Linked DNA regions of Mus musculus: region 1 is linked to region 2. The links are chromatin contacts, called in public Hi-C maps. All regions are on one chromosome and are shown on one strand. The core of a region is the stretch at or near the end of the contact, and the rest is flanking DNA. Distances in the headings are between cores, read along the strand shown.

Region 1 (7,199 bases), core at 4,628-7,127, 320 kb before region 2:
TCTGGGAGGAGGACGGAGTGCCCACACGCATGCTCAGAGCCCCTTAGTATGGAAGGCCACAACTAGGCAGCATACGTTTTAGGAAGCCGCCTCTTCATGACATAGTGCTTCAAGTTTAGAAAACCCCTCTGAAGCTAAATCATCTCTACCCTGTGCCAAGATGGATGCATTCCTGTTTTACACACGTGAGACAAACGTAAACACAACTAAATTCCTTTCTAAAGGAGACAAACTGGCCAGATCATCAGGAGAAGGGAACTAAAGAATTGCAGTGGAAAGATAACCATAGCAAGATTCCAGGCCTGCTGGGACTGTCCCTTGCCCAGAGCTGCCCCAAAGCTCAGCATACGTGTGTCTACACTTACGCCTTTGTTGAGTGCTCCTGACTTGGTCTTTCCACTCATAAGTATGCTAATAGGAGGAACGGTAAGCTTTTTCTGCGGTTACAGCTCTTGTTCTGTTGCTCTTCCTCTAGAACCTGCTACCCTGCCTTAAAAACTGCTTTCTGCTCTGCCAAGGTGACTCTACCTTCATATGGTAGGAAAGCTCTTTTTTGGTTTGGCTAAGCATTCCATAGAAATTCCATAGAAAATGGTAGGAGGTACAGCCATGAACCATGAATCTGTCTTCGTGTGTGTGTGTGTGTGTGTGTGTGTGTGTGTGTGTGTGTGTGTGTGCTAGTGTGGTATGTGTGTATGTAGATGCAACTTGCTGACTATAAGGTGCTGTGGATATTTATAAGAAAGAACATATGATGACCAAAGCTCACATTCACTGTTACAAAAAGCTCATGATCCTAAGAAAAACTTCAGCAAATGTGGCAGAGCCTAAGAGGAAGGAGTGCTTTCTACTCACAAAATACAATACAAGCAGCCAGGATGGCACAGTGGCCACAAGGAGGTTTTGAACTCCAGTGAAACTCAAAACCAGATTTAGGGGGCAAGTGGGCGGGGACATGTTTGTGTTGGAGGGGACATGTTTGGGTTGGAGGGGACATGTTTGTGTTGTTTTCTCTTAAAGCACAATGGAATAACCAGGGAAGCTAGCCCATTAGGAAGCTACCTGAGGCTAGCTCAAATTATGTTCAGGAATTTTTGCCTGGAACTGCACTGCTTTATTGTCTGCAATGACACATGTTTCCTAGGATGCCATTGGCTAATGCCATGGATGTCAAAAAAAAAAAAAAATCAGCATGGAACCATTAGTGACTGGCATCCTAGGACTTGTCTTCCATTGAAAAGTTACAGTACTTATCTTAGTTCTATTTCTGTACATTTTAGGACAGCATGAGATTACTCCCTTCATGCTATCATGATACCAAATATAATGTATATGATTAGAGATGAGCAGTGTCTAATTTAACCCCTAAATCAAATAGCTTCTTCATTTAATACTTTGGCACATGAATACCTCTGACAGAAGCAGTGAGGGCCTCTCCTGGTCCCATGGTGTAGTATGCAAATCCGCAATGATGGCCAACTGGCCTTTACTCTGTATTAGTCGATGGATGGAAGAATGTGAAACACTGAAAACCAGCAAGAGAGCTGAGCAAGAGGAATCTGCACTTGGCTTTGACTTCTGGTGACTTCCAGGTCTTGCCTGTGTTTATAACCCTTTTCCGTCAATACTCAGTGAAAAGCTTGGTTAGGAGCTGGGAAAAGGATCTGGGCAAACATTCTAGATGGCAAAGTCTAGAAAGAACAGTCTCCACTGTGGGCAGGCACAACCTCAAGGCACAGAATGGAAGGCTCTGGAGTTTCAGCTAAAACCTCTCTGCTCTTTTGTCCTTGACAAAGGGATTTTCCGTCTTCATGCCTGAAGTTTCTTATCAGTATAGACGAATGGCCTGTATAGTGCATATACACCCTGTTGGCGGCACTCAGCTTAAAAATACATAATTAGATTAACTGAACCATGCACGGTGGCAGTATCGTGTCAAAGAACTTAAGTATAAGAAGTAATAGCCTGAAATCAAACTTGAGGAATTGAATTCAGTAGTGCAGCTTGCATAAAGAGTAAGCATTTACATGCCTTTAATCTAAGACTTCAACATTGTTTGTCTCTGCAGCTTATTTAAGCATCCATTTCACAGTTGTAAGAGTTTAAGTAAACCCTCCCGTCGACTCAATCTATGCGAAGCCGACCCTGGTCATTTCAGCTTGACACGATTCAGCAATTTTTGAAATTCATATTCTAGTCATTCAAGTAAATGAACAGTGTCATTTGGTTATTTGATGTGATCTTTTTAAAGTGGGCCTTTTGAGAAACTGCTTCTGGGTATCAATGGTAAAATGAAAACACTGGCTAACATAATAAAAGCAGGAAAATTAATTTCAGGGCATTTAAACCCTCTCCTGCTTCCTGGGCTCACAGGGCTTTAGAAGTTCAGAACGGTTCTCTGATGTCAGTGTTCTCTGAAAGCAAATCCTTTCAAATCCATATGGTGGACATCTTTGAGTCCCATGCTGCTTACATTTTTCGGTGCCTCAGAAAGTGGAATTTCTCCCTTTTAATCCTCAAAAACTGAGCCCAAATTGTTTTACCCACCTGCAGCTCCCTCAGAGGAGCATAACTTTTTGATTCAACCCATCATTTCTGTATATTCCAGAAACGCCAATTATCCCCACTTGAGCCCAAACCATTGTTATTAGTCACTGAATCTCAGCTGGGAGGATGGAGGCCATCTCTTGCGTGTGACTCATTATGAAGATGTTAAACAAATGCAAATGCCAAGGAAGCAAAGCTCTTACTTCCCCAGTTCTGGGCTGCAGGCTTCCTCTTTGTGGATGCGATGCGTCCATACGTGGAGGAGAGGAACGTGAACCCTGATGGGCTGTTTCTCTGAAAGAGGTCTTTGAACCACATACTGCTTACAAGGCATACGTTTCTAGGAACACCAACAGCAAAGCATGATGTTCAAATCCTTTCCCCAAAGCCAAGCTAGTGGCCTGATCTCAAGAAGCTAATGACTTGACCAGCAATGCCCCTTGGTGTTACAAAAGATACTTTCTCATCAGGTAGCTTATAGAAAGAAGCTGTAAGTGATACCAAATCCCCAGCTTATTGATACTTAATACTTGCCTCGGACATTCAGAACTAGGAAAAATAAATTACCATTGTCTAAGTCATGCAGTCTGAGCTATTTTATTATAGCAGAGCAAGTAAACTAATATACTATCTTAGCCTCCTTTCTGTTCCTGGGAAGAAAATCATGATCAAAAGCAACCCAGGGAGGAAAGGGTTATTTGGCTTACATTGTCTCAACCATGGTTTACCACTGAGGGAAGTCAAGACAGGAGGAAGCCATGCAGATTATGAACTGGGGCAGGAACTGAAGCAGAAACCATTGAGGAATTCTGCTTCCTGACTTGCTCCCCTTGGCTTGGGTAATCTGCTTTCTTAGACCACCCAGGACCAGTCACCCAGGGTACCACCCACAGGATCCCACATCAGTCCTTAGTTAAGAAAATGCCCCTACAGACTTACCTATAACCAGTCTGATGGAGGCACTTTCTCAATTGAAGTTCCTTCTTCCCAGATGATTGTAACTTATGTCAAGCTGATAAAACCAAAACCAAAACAACAACAAACCCAAAGAACAACAACAAAAAAACAAACCATAATATACTATCCTACAAATTATTGCATAATCCATAATTTTAGATTTCAGATGCTCTAAATATGAATTATTCTTCTCCCCTCTATTCATAATACCTAGAAGACTATCTTGTAAATGTCAATAAATGCTGGTTCACCCAATAGCTGAAGGAAGTAGTTTCCTGACTTATTAAATTGCCTTCTGCCTTATCTTCCGGATACTAAATGCTTTGAACAGTTGTCTCTGTCTCACCCCAATGTTAAGTTTATCTCCAAGCTTCTGAGACATCATAAGGGACATCAGCCATGTCAGGGACACCCTCTGATATACACACAGAAGTTGGACTCTAGAGCTGATATATTTACACAGAGGTTCCAGTCAACAAACCCCACCAGCAGAGCACAATGTTCATGGTCCTCCCCTCTATGCAAGCTAGTGGCATCACCTCAGGGAATCTGGAGCTGCCCCTAAGCACGTTTCTTTGGATTGCCAGGTATTAACGGGAGAGGAGGAAGCTCATTTGTTGATCCAGTGAATGAAGGGTGGGAGGCCAGCTCTGTGGAGATTTGAAAGTTGCCGCACATTATTCTGTAACTACCATTATAAAACTTGCTTGTGCCCAGATTTCTCTTTTTTGCTTTTTTTTTTTAAAAAGGAAAGAATCACAGGATACATGTATATATTAACTTAGAAAGAGAACGTATGAACAAGACATGATTATACCTCAAAACATTTTCTTTCAACATCATTGACAGCTCAAGCCCCCGGGCCCCAGAAAATTCTGAGCAAGGAAGTGCTCTCGACTGAGTATTAATACACCTATAAAAGCTATATTTGACTTTATGTGTCTTACCCTCTACTCGACTCAGCCATTCTTGCTTAAGAAACGCTATGTTGAAATGGAATGCTATTTTATGTGAATAAGGGTGAGTCCTCTCATAAAAGGATGAACTTGCCTAACACAAAGATACCAGGGACCATCTGAGTTCAGATCCATTTCCTTTTGTGAGTGTAAAAAAAAAAATCCAGTTTACTCAGTAATAAAGCAATTATTGATTCTTTCCACAATCATTTCAAGGCCCTAGGCTTCCTTAGTGTTTCAGCCTCACTGAAGGACTTTAAACAACTTTACTCTCCCTTCCACACTTAAAAAGAAGGCATGCTTCAAGTGAGACTTTAAGGACAAGAGTCTCCCCTTCAACTTGAGATAATTTACTTCCAAAAGCTCCTGGAATCCATATTAAATGTTTGTTGTGTAAAAAACACTATGTGAATACCCTAAGAATCATAAAGAACAAAAATGTTTGAAATATTTCCACCGGTGAGGAGCTTATAATAAAGACAAAGATTTAAAGACAAACAAACAAAAGACTGAATCATGATTGGTACAGATCCGCTATAGTTTAATCCCTCACCCCCCAGAGGTTCATGTTCTGGGAATTTGGTCTTGAGTGTGGTGCTGTGACAAGGGCTTGAACCTTTAAAATATGAAACATACTGGTAGGGAAGAGGTCTTTGGAGGTGCTTCTCTTAGGTAGGACAAATACAGTCACTGGGGGCTTCAGCTCGTTCCTACAAGAGTCGATAATAAAAAGAACAACTAACTCCTACACAGGCTCTGGCTTTCTGTTAAGTCACATGGTCTACACCCATGTTGCCTCCCAGCAGCATCCAAAATACAAACCATGAACAGATCTTGGAGAGGAAATAAATGTTTTTCTGTGTAGACCTTCTAGCTCCCATGGTCAGAGGTTTGAACTGTTAATTCCCCATCCTTTAAGCCACCTCAATTCCCTATTTTTAAGTCTGGGAACAGTGAGTTAACCAAAGTTCAATGTTTTCCAAGCGAAGCATTAGAAACTGTCATGTTTTCCATGACACCAGGTCAAGCGGCAATGGGTTTCTGATGTGAAATCTCTTGGATTTATTCAAAAGTCCCTATCACCGACAGGCTTACATTAATCTAATTTTCTGTTCCACTAAAACCTTGAATGTTAAGCTAGATTTGTGTTAAGAACAGGGATGAGAGTTTACATCACTAGCCTTAAGAGGAGAGGATCAGCAGTCAATGTTTTATTATTCCGGGTTGATGTGTGATCAGCTAAAGAATCTCATTAAAATCGTATTTCCAGGAAATGAACTCATTTATAGCTCCCTGCTTGGTAGTATGTTTGTTACTAGAGCAAGGGGGAGGTGAAATGATTCACAAGATGCCAACCCTGGGCTGAATGAGCATCCATCCACACTACACACTGCTTCTACATCATTGACTTCTTCACAAGTCACATAAAACTCTGATCTACACACCCTCTAAGTGCGCAGATAAAATCCCATCCCCAGACCTGAAAGACGCATTATTGCCTAAGAAAACCCAGAATTGCTGGATGTTTTCCTTTCCTCTGACTTACAACGCACGTCATCAACCACGTAAAGGGAAAGAAGGATGCGCAGGATAGTGCCTGGGGCTTCTCACCCCTTCGAAGATATTTTCATAGTGAGTTATCATCTGACCAGAAGATTTTGATGTGTCTGTGTGAGATCTTCCAGAATGGCAAATAAAAACTAAAGATCTCAGGCACATGTTGTGGGGAAGCTAGTTAGAAAATTTGGGCGTTTTGTTTGCTCATGTGAAAAACATTGTGGAGTCTATTTAAGAGGTTTTGCGGCTTTATTATTTATGTCAATGAGGACATGAAAATTGACAATTTCCCGAGGTGTGGGCAGACTGAAGGAAGAAGGGGTGGATACTTAGGTATCCAGAAACATGCAACTTGAGAAAGCTGCTAGTAACACAGGGAGAGAAAGCAATGCTACCCACATCTGTGAAACATAGTTCTGCCAGAGACCCACCCAAAGGCCAGGACCAGGAAGAGCGCTCATCTGCTGGCACTTATTGGCCAACCCCAACTTGAGGACAAGAACAAAGATCTCAGTAGCAAAGTTACAGGAGTCAGCTTCTCAGAGAGCAGAGCAAGGAAAAGTAGGGCAGACTATAAATATATAGCTTTGGTTTTACTCATGTACACACACACATACACACACATACACGAATATATATATATATATATATATATATATATATATGTATGTATATATACATGTGAATATATGAGTATATGTGAGTATATATAGAGAGCATGGTTTTACTCATTTTTGCAAGTATTTACGATAAATGCATCATTTAAACATGTCTTTAGCCTCTTTCATTAAAAAACAAAATTAAGTATTTATGTATGTGTGTGTGCTCTGGAAGTCAGTTCTCTCCTTTTACCATGTGAGTTCTGGGGCTTGAACTCAGGCCATCAGGCCCGGTGGCAATCTTCTTTATCCACTGAGTCATCTAGCCAACCCTATCCCCTCTGTTTTACCTCCCATGTTTCATAACTCTAGGAACTGTTCTTATATTCTTCGTCCTGAGCAGAGTTTCTCTTTGGGAAATAGGAATTCTCTATTTTCGTTGATCTTTGTATCATAAACAAGATATATTTTAGAAGCAATTAGACTTAAGGCCCTTCTTCGAACTCATGAATCTTTTGATGAATAACCTCTTGTCCTGACATGCAAACATCTTATTTTCACTATCTCATAGATCTTTGGCATA
Region 2 (7,641 bases), core at 2,730-5,229:
TTCTGTATCCATTTGAAATTTTCTATAACAAGAAGCAAAACAAAAACTAAAGTAAACAAACAGAAATGTCTTTTGGCCCAGCAGGACATTAGAAGGCCAGAACCTGCTTTATATATTTCCACATCTGCTACTAACTTGGCACTAGGACTCTGGGCCTGTTTCTTTATTCCTAAAATAAGTTCCATTTTGACCCTGTGAATGGCTGTTCTCATTCTGACTGTGACTCTGTTACCCTGAAATCCCCAGCCATTCCTTATCAAGAATCCTTTCCGTGGGCTGCAGAGATGGCTCGGCAGTTAAGAGCATTGTGCTGCTACTGTAGAGGACCTGAGTTTGGTTCCCAGCATCCGTGGAGGCTCATAAACGACTGTTACTCCATTTCCCAAGGCTCTTTTTCTGGCTTCTGTGGGCACTGCAGACATACATGTAGGCAAAACGCCCATACATGTAAATACAAAGAAAACATTTTTTGAAAAGCAATGCTTTCCCAACTAAGTAACTGTAAGCAAGGCAAGACTTCTCTAACTCTCCCAAGAATACTCCTTCTGACTATGGGACTCACACACAGCTCTCACTTTCCACTTCTCATGCAGAGAAAGCACTGGTTCCTAAATATGTCGGTCACTCAGCACTTGCTGCCCTCAGTCTGCTTCTGTAACTTGCTCTCTGTGTCAGTGTTCTACGTCTAAAGCTGTAAGCTTACGAACCGGCCTATGAGTGGTCACCCAAATCATCCATGATTCAGCCTGTTGTCAACCGGGAGCACAGGTACAGAGCCATAACACTCCACTGCGCATGCGTCATCCACTTCTAAAGCAGTCTGCAGCCTCCGGTCTGTCTACAAGCAGAAGATAAGACGGTCTTTTCTGGTTTGTTCCTTTTCCCTCTCTCCAGAATTATGAGTTATAATTTGGTAGATAATATTCCCGGGGATGAATAAAGGATCTTTCTGTTTTGTTTGTTTCATGAAAAAGAGGTCTAATAACGCAAAGCTTCTCTTTCTCCCTCACTAGTAAGGGTGTGTGATCTCTTTGTTATGTGATGGCTAGAAACTCCTCTAATGTTGCAATTTTCTACTGGCTATATTGTATCGGGTTGCAGTTTCCTCTACAATCTTCTCTAAAATCTGCAGGATTGTTATTCAAATATAGCATACTTTAGAAAATGTCAGCATGAACTCCAAGGCCTTGGCTACAGGAAGGAATCAGTTCAATACCTGAAAGCAGTCTAGCTCAGTTCTTTATACCCCTTAAGATTTTACCCTTTGGGAAACTTCTAAAAATCAGCTGGTGACCCCACAAAAGCTTCTGTTGGTTCTTTTCTTTTAGCGTAGTAGGAAGTTGGTTCTTTTCTTGAAAGGGTAGTAATAGGGGTTTTCAATGTTGGGCCAATTCTGAGCCCCATCTTTTGCCATTAAGTAAAATTTCCCTAGTCCATCACTTCAGTTTGGCCTGGTGAAGACAACAACACAGATGGTAAATCCCATACCTGCTAGACAATGTTGCAAAAAAGTCTCTGACCAAAGATTGCCATCAGAAGTTTCAAAGAAGCACCTCTCTTGCTACAAATGACCCTGACGCCTGACACTACTCTGAGGTTGCTTCTTCCGTTCTAGGTCTTCCCTGTTTTACCCATTAATTAAATGAAAATCCCTCTGCCTGCATTCTGTGTCTATGGTAATGACAACGTACACATCTCAGTGAGTCATTATAAGCCATAGATGGAATTCAACTAGAACATGCTAGAGCTACACCATACAGCTCGGCATGCACCCCTGCACTCTTGTAATTCCCTGGAAAGAAAAAATGTTGATTAAACTTGAATAGATAGAGACATTGGGTAGCACAATGAGAAAAGCAATCAAACAGAACCTCTCCCTTCATGGGGTAATATAACTTGTGGAGGACTTTCACAAAGGGTATCAAGTATCGAATGCCACCACACTGCCTACTTAAAAACCAGACAGTCCAATTTTGAAATTTTAACAGGAAGAGAGTTAATAAGGGGAGGCCCACTTATTCGGATGAATCAAAGATGAATCTGATATATAATCATGCTTTATTTGTACAGGGTCATTCACCCTAGAATCAAAGCAGTGATCACATATCTCGTTAACCCTTACAACACCCCCAGGAGGCATGGAGATGGTAAGTCATCCCCCTTGTTACAGATGGAGAGAGCCTGAGGCTCAGGACACTGAAGGGACTTGTCAGAGGCCACATCAAGTAAGTGAGTAATGGAGCAAGAAAGGGAACTAAAACTCTGTCTTTCTCCCCATCGCACTATTATATCTATTATATTTTACCAGTGTTGCCAAACATATTAATTACATTTTCTTCAGAATTCATTTTAAAAAATCAACCCCTTCTTTAAAAAACAAAACAAAACAAAAAAAAAGGCAAAAGAGTGAGTTGATAAGGAAAAAAAGAGATTTGTGTTTGTTTTAATGGATCAGTGAATTAACATATCTAAAGGTGTTGCTTGAGAAACAACTTCGGTGTGAGACAAATGTTTACATTTTTAAGGTAATTAAGGTGAACTCAAATTGAAACTCTAATTTGTGACTGAAAAGCACTGGCTGCTTGCCTTTGGGTTTCCAAACAGAACCATCAAAGAAACCTTCATTGACTGGTCCCTTTGTTGTACGGGCAGGGGCAGCCGCCAGCGGCAAGCAAAGGGTTTAACTGACTCATCACGGTAAAAAAAAAAAAAAAAAAAAAAAAAAAAAATCATCAGAATTTTCAAGTTTTTTAACCTTCACATTTTCCTAGAAGTCCACTCGATGAGCAATTACGTTTTCAGGATCCCTGTTAGCTAACCAACCGTTCCTGAGAATTCGTGATTCCACAAAGTAAAACCGGTTACTACTCAACTTCCTCATTTTTAAAAGTGGTGGCGACAAGAAGTCAGGGTGACTGCCAGACCAGTGCTCCTTGCTGCGGAGGAGGTGGGGGAGCAGTCAGGAGTCCTAGTTTGCAGGCTAAGTTCTGGAGATGCAGGTACCTCTGTCCCTGAGCCATGCCAGCCTGGTGTGGAGCTGTGTCTCACACGTGGGTTCTGCAGGCTCATCCCACACCGACCTATAAGTCTCCTCGAAGCTGGGCTGAGGGAGCCCACACCACAGGCCTGTCTGTGGCCAGTGCTCTTGAGATTCTCGGTTCCCAAAACCGCAGTTCCCGATTTCTAGTTTCCTTATAGATGAGATGTGGGGATCTTCAGAGGGGATCCCGGACCGCCAAGCAAGGCTGGGGAAACCCAAAGCCCCTGTGGTTGACGCTAAGTTGTTTGGGTATCAGCAGAGACTCTGAGAGATGGTGTTTAAAATGCCTATTTTGGGTCAGTTGAGCTGGAGGGAGGCCACACCCCCCAGAGAAAGCCATGAAGAAGGTTCAGATGCGGTCTCTGACTCTCAGCTCCTGAGCTTTCAGGATCCAGAGCCTATTTCCATCTTTCCAAAGAAGTCTGGGGCCCTGGGCCTCAAATGTTAATTCTATATTTAGGTCTACCATTTATTAGCTGCTGTGTGACCCTGCGTAAATTATTTGGCCTGGCTGTTCTTCTTCTTAATTTGTGAAATTAAGGGGCTCCGGGGGCGGCTTAGACAGTGAGATGATACCTTTAGTGTTATCTGATTACCGTAAGCACGGCTTGGTGAAATTAAGCTCCAGGTCACACCAAGAACTGAAGGTGACCTAGTGCACCAGACCCTTCCTTAGGACTGCTGACCTACTTACATGGTTCAGGCAGAGGTGGGGTGTCATAGAATGAGTAAAACCAGGCGAGAGAGCATAGCTAGGAGAAAGCGTGTCAAGGCAAAAGGAAAGGCACACTGGGGAGGGAGCGACTTTCCAAGTTCCTGAACTAAATAAATCCTGTCACATTCCCACACGCAAGCCTACCACAGCATGAGCCTTGCCTAAGAAGCAGACTAGAAGGCTGATGGGAATCTGGATAGGATTGGCCCAGTTTAAGGAAGTTGAAGTTAAGCACCTCCTACTCCAAGTCCTGTAGCCCCTCGCCTTAGGTCTTACTCGCCTGAATAGACAAGGGGACTAGAGAGAGAAAAAACATGAGACGCAGTAAGACACCATCTGCAAGACGAGAGAGAGGCCTCAGGGGAAAGCAAACCTGTTAACCTCAAGTGTTAAACTTCCTGCCTCCAGAATAAAGAGAAAATTCATTTCTGTTGTTTGAGTCAAACTGTAAAATGGAAAAGTTTCCAGATCCTGTCGTCCAGCCTGGCCTGTGTGTCTTCCTTGTCTGGTCCAGTGATAGCAGGTCTTACAGAGAGACCACAGGGACAGTCTCAGTAGCTAGTAGGTTCTTGCCCAGGCCCTCTTTTTCTGCTCAAGAGATAGCCTACTCCTCTCTCACTGTGGTGTGACACTATTTCTGGGGAGATGTGAACAAATGTCTACTCACCCCAGATAAGAAACCAGCAACAGGAAAGTAGGGTAGGGCAGTGGCTCAGCATGTATTGCTCTTCCAGAGGTCACAGGTTCAATTCCCAGCACCCATATGGTAGCTCACAACTGTCTGTAAGTCCAGTTCTAAGAGATCCAATACCGTCTTCTGCCCTCCATGGGCACGAGGCATACATGTAGTACACTCAGGTAAAGCACTTACATACATAAAGTAAAAATAATGAATATTTTATATTCCTTTTAAACAGAGCTATAAAGGGAAAACTGAAATCTGTCAAGGAATCAAATTGTGGTTTTCCTTCCTTCTGTCTTTCCTTTTCTTCCATGAAAGGAATAAGAATCATCCCAAGGCAAGGGATACAGGCCAAGCAAAAGGAGGCTTTCAGACCTGCTCAATAAACTTTTCCTCTCAGTGTCGATGGAGACATAATGTGATGTAATGAGTGTGTGTAGTACTCATGACACACTTCCAGGGCACAAAGAAATACTAATAGCAAAGGAAATCTGAGCCAGCTGCTATGTACAGCAATAGACAAAGAGAAAAGACTAAGATAGGCAGGCAAGGTATTACCTATATTTCCATACATTATTAAAATTTTAAAGCTTTATCAAATACATAATATGAGTCAGGCCTGCATACATACCAATACCAAGTACTATAAGTACTATGTATTATGTTCCTGTGTGCCTAGTGTGTTATATGTTATTTAACTCTTATTGAGCACCCTGTAACCTAGAAGATACCAGACCTTTACAGCTGATAAAACTGTGGTTTAGGGCAACTCAATATTTTTTCTTCCAAGGTGATAGAATATACTGAAGCTACTCCTTTGTCTAATTTCATTAAAAAATGAATGTATTTATTTCCAGGCATTGGGCAACGGGAAACAAAAAGCATTAAAAAGAAAAACAAACAAAAAGTGTCCTGCTGTCAGATTGTTTACTCTCGGGGGCGGGGGGTGGGGGTGGGGGGGGTAGAAGCAGTAAATGAGGGAAAGGGATTCAGTATGTAAGAAGTTAAGTACCATGAAGAAAAACAGAGAAGAGAAAGTGGGAGGGGGGAGCCGACGTACACTTCACCCAAATGATGGCATATCAGTAAAGAACCGAAGCTTCCCTCCCGTCCAAGGAGCAATGCTCCAGGCAGAGGAGCAGCAGCGTTCAGACCCTGGGGCGGGAGATGCAGGAAAGTCAGTGTAGGTAGAAGAGAATGAGGTCAGGCAGAGCCTCAGACAATCTCAGGCAAAGGCCCTGAGTTTTAGGGCCTTCTTTTAGACATCTAAGAGGGGCCAGGTAAGCTGGAAGGGACCACAGTGGAGGTGTCAGTTGTCAGCTCTGAAACACTTCAGACTTTGACTCTGAGGCAGGGATTAGGAGCTCCTTAGCTCCCGGATGCGTAACAGTATCTCTAGGCTGCACTGCAAAGCCACCAGGAAGGTGAGTTAAGAAGCTGCCATAATCATCTGTGTGAGACAGGACACAGAGCAAGCCCCAAGCAGTAGCAGCAGGAAGCGTTCAGAAATGCTCAGGACGGATATAGTAAAGATGGAGGGACACAGGCTGGCAGTTGGGGCCATTTGCAGTGTGACTTAAGGTACCAGGAAGTCCTCCTGTCAAGATTTGGAATTTACACAATTCTTGAAAATCCGAAGGGAAAATGCTGTCCAGGGAATGATAAAGCTTTACACCTGACAGGTTTTTAGCTATTGAAGTGGAAATGGCCAATCAAGCAGGCTGTTGGGTGGCGGTTTGGGGAAGGGTTTGGAGTTTTTGTTTGCTTTGATCACTTGTTTGGGGTCTTGTTTTCTTTCTTTTGTTACGTACGTTTATTTGTTTGTTTGTTTGTTTGTTTGTTTAACACAAAGTCTTAAATGTATCTCAGGTCTGCTGTGAATTTCTCAGCCTCCAGTCTCAGCTTCCTGAGTTTTGGGATTACAAACCGGAGCCCTTGAGTCCAGCCCAAGTGGGCAGCTAACGGGAACTGGAGGTGTGGCTTAAGGAAGTTTGAACAGAAACTAACTATTCACACCTAGGAAACCCCTGTCTCTGGCAGGCAGGTGAGGTGAAGGCACAAAGTGAGAATAGGCCTGGGAGAGCCAGGCCTGGTCACCCCATCTGCTGTCCAAGGACTAAACACACACACACACACACACACACACACACACACACACACACACACACACACACACACACAGAGAGAGAGAGAGAGAGAGAGAGAGAGAGAGCTTTCCTGTCTCACACTCAGAGCCCTGGATAAGAAGTGGGGCATGGCTGAAAGCCTATACAAACTCTGTTACCTCGTCAAGGAAAGAGTAAAACAAGAAGAAAGCGGCGGCTTCATCTGGCTTCCGGTGCTTGCTCGCTTTTCCCTTTCACTAAAAAGTGGACAACAGTTAATCAAGGGATCAAGTAAATTTGGTAGCTATGGCAGGGACACAGACCTCCTGGGAAAGGAAAGACGAAATTAGAATGAAATTATTCCCCTGGGTTGTCCTGGGCTCCTCAAACCACGAACAAAATGTAATTAGGGCAAAAATGTTTTTGGAAGGAAGTTAGCAAACAGAGAAGGCCTTCTTAGATGTAATGATGACAGTTCTGAAGTTCTGTAATTCCATTAACCAAAAACTGTCTATGTGAAAAGTTATGAGGTTTAATGGCCCCAGAGAAGCAGTGCACACAGTGCTGGGGAGGGAGGGGCCGAGAGTAACATGTCTACTGCTCCAGAGACTTGCTCTCTAGCATCTAACTATACCATATATATATATATTATGAAATTTTTGTGTAACGTGACATATCTGTCTTGTTTTATTGCACCAGATGGAGAAAACACAACAATATTTGGGGGGGGGGGGACATTTCCTGTCTTTTTGTACTTAACATAAAAAGGTACTTTATGACTATTTTTTTCCAGCATATTTTCTCCTCCTCTGGGGATCTTGTTTAAAACCTTAAAGCCTCCATTTGCCAGAAGTCTTTGAATCATCCCAGTACTGTCTTCCTATCTCTCTGAAAGCAAGGCCGGCTGCGTTTGCTCCATCAGTGAGACTCGTGCTTCACAAGCTGCAGAGGACAGCGGCAACAGCAAACGGCTTCTTTCCTCCTTCTTTTAATCTAGGAGAAACGCAAGCTTAAAACACTTAGTATTTATGGGCCATTGATTTTATTTTTTACTACCCCAGTTAACCATGTCTTTTCTTTGCCGCTTGTCCAGAGGGAC

The links. A called contact is a pair of places that touch in the nucleus more often than the background predicts.
Region 1: a contact with region 2 is called in a Hi-C map of uterus, with 2.1 times the contacts expected there. The contact joins two enhancer-like sites. A contact is called at or near these places in 10 of 39 promoter capture datasets (the 3T3-L1 cell line, the C10 cell line, cranial neural crest and 4 more), 2 of 484 Hi-C or Micro-C datasets (nephron progenitors and uterus), 2 of 115 datasets of contacts at active chromatin or transcription factors (craniofacial prominence and embryonic stem cells) and 2 of 9 other capture datasets (adipose tissue and embryonic stem cells).

Annotation. Positions count from the first base shown.
Region 1 is chr10:44,854,434-44,861,632 of GRCm38.p6, reverse strand. No RefSeq gene overlaps it. Among named protein-coding and RNA genes, the nearest start is that of Gm40638, 85 kb to the left of the region's middle. Within about 2 kb of position 5,877, at least 2 of the 459 cell types and tissues checked have an H3K27ac peak or open chromatin away from gene starts, as enhancers often do. A contact at or near this core is called in uterus, where this site is marked.
Region 2 is chr10:44,534,544-44,542,184 of GRCm38.p6, reverse strand. No RefSeq gene overlaps it. Among named protein-coding and RNA genes, the nearest start is that of Gm35154, 61 kb to the left of the region's middle. Within about 2 kb of position 3,979, at least 71 of the 459 cell types and tissues checked have an H3K27ac peak or open chromatin away from gene starts, as enhancers often do. A contact at or near this core is called in uterus, where this site is marked.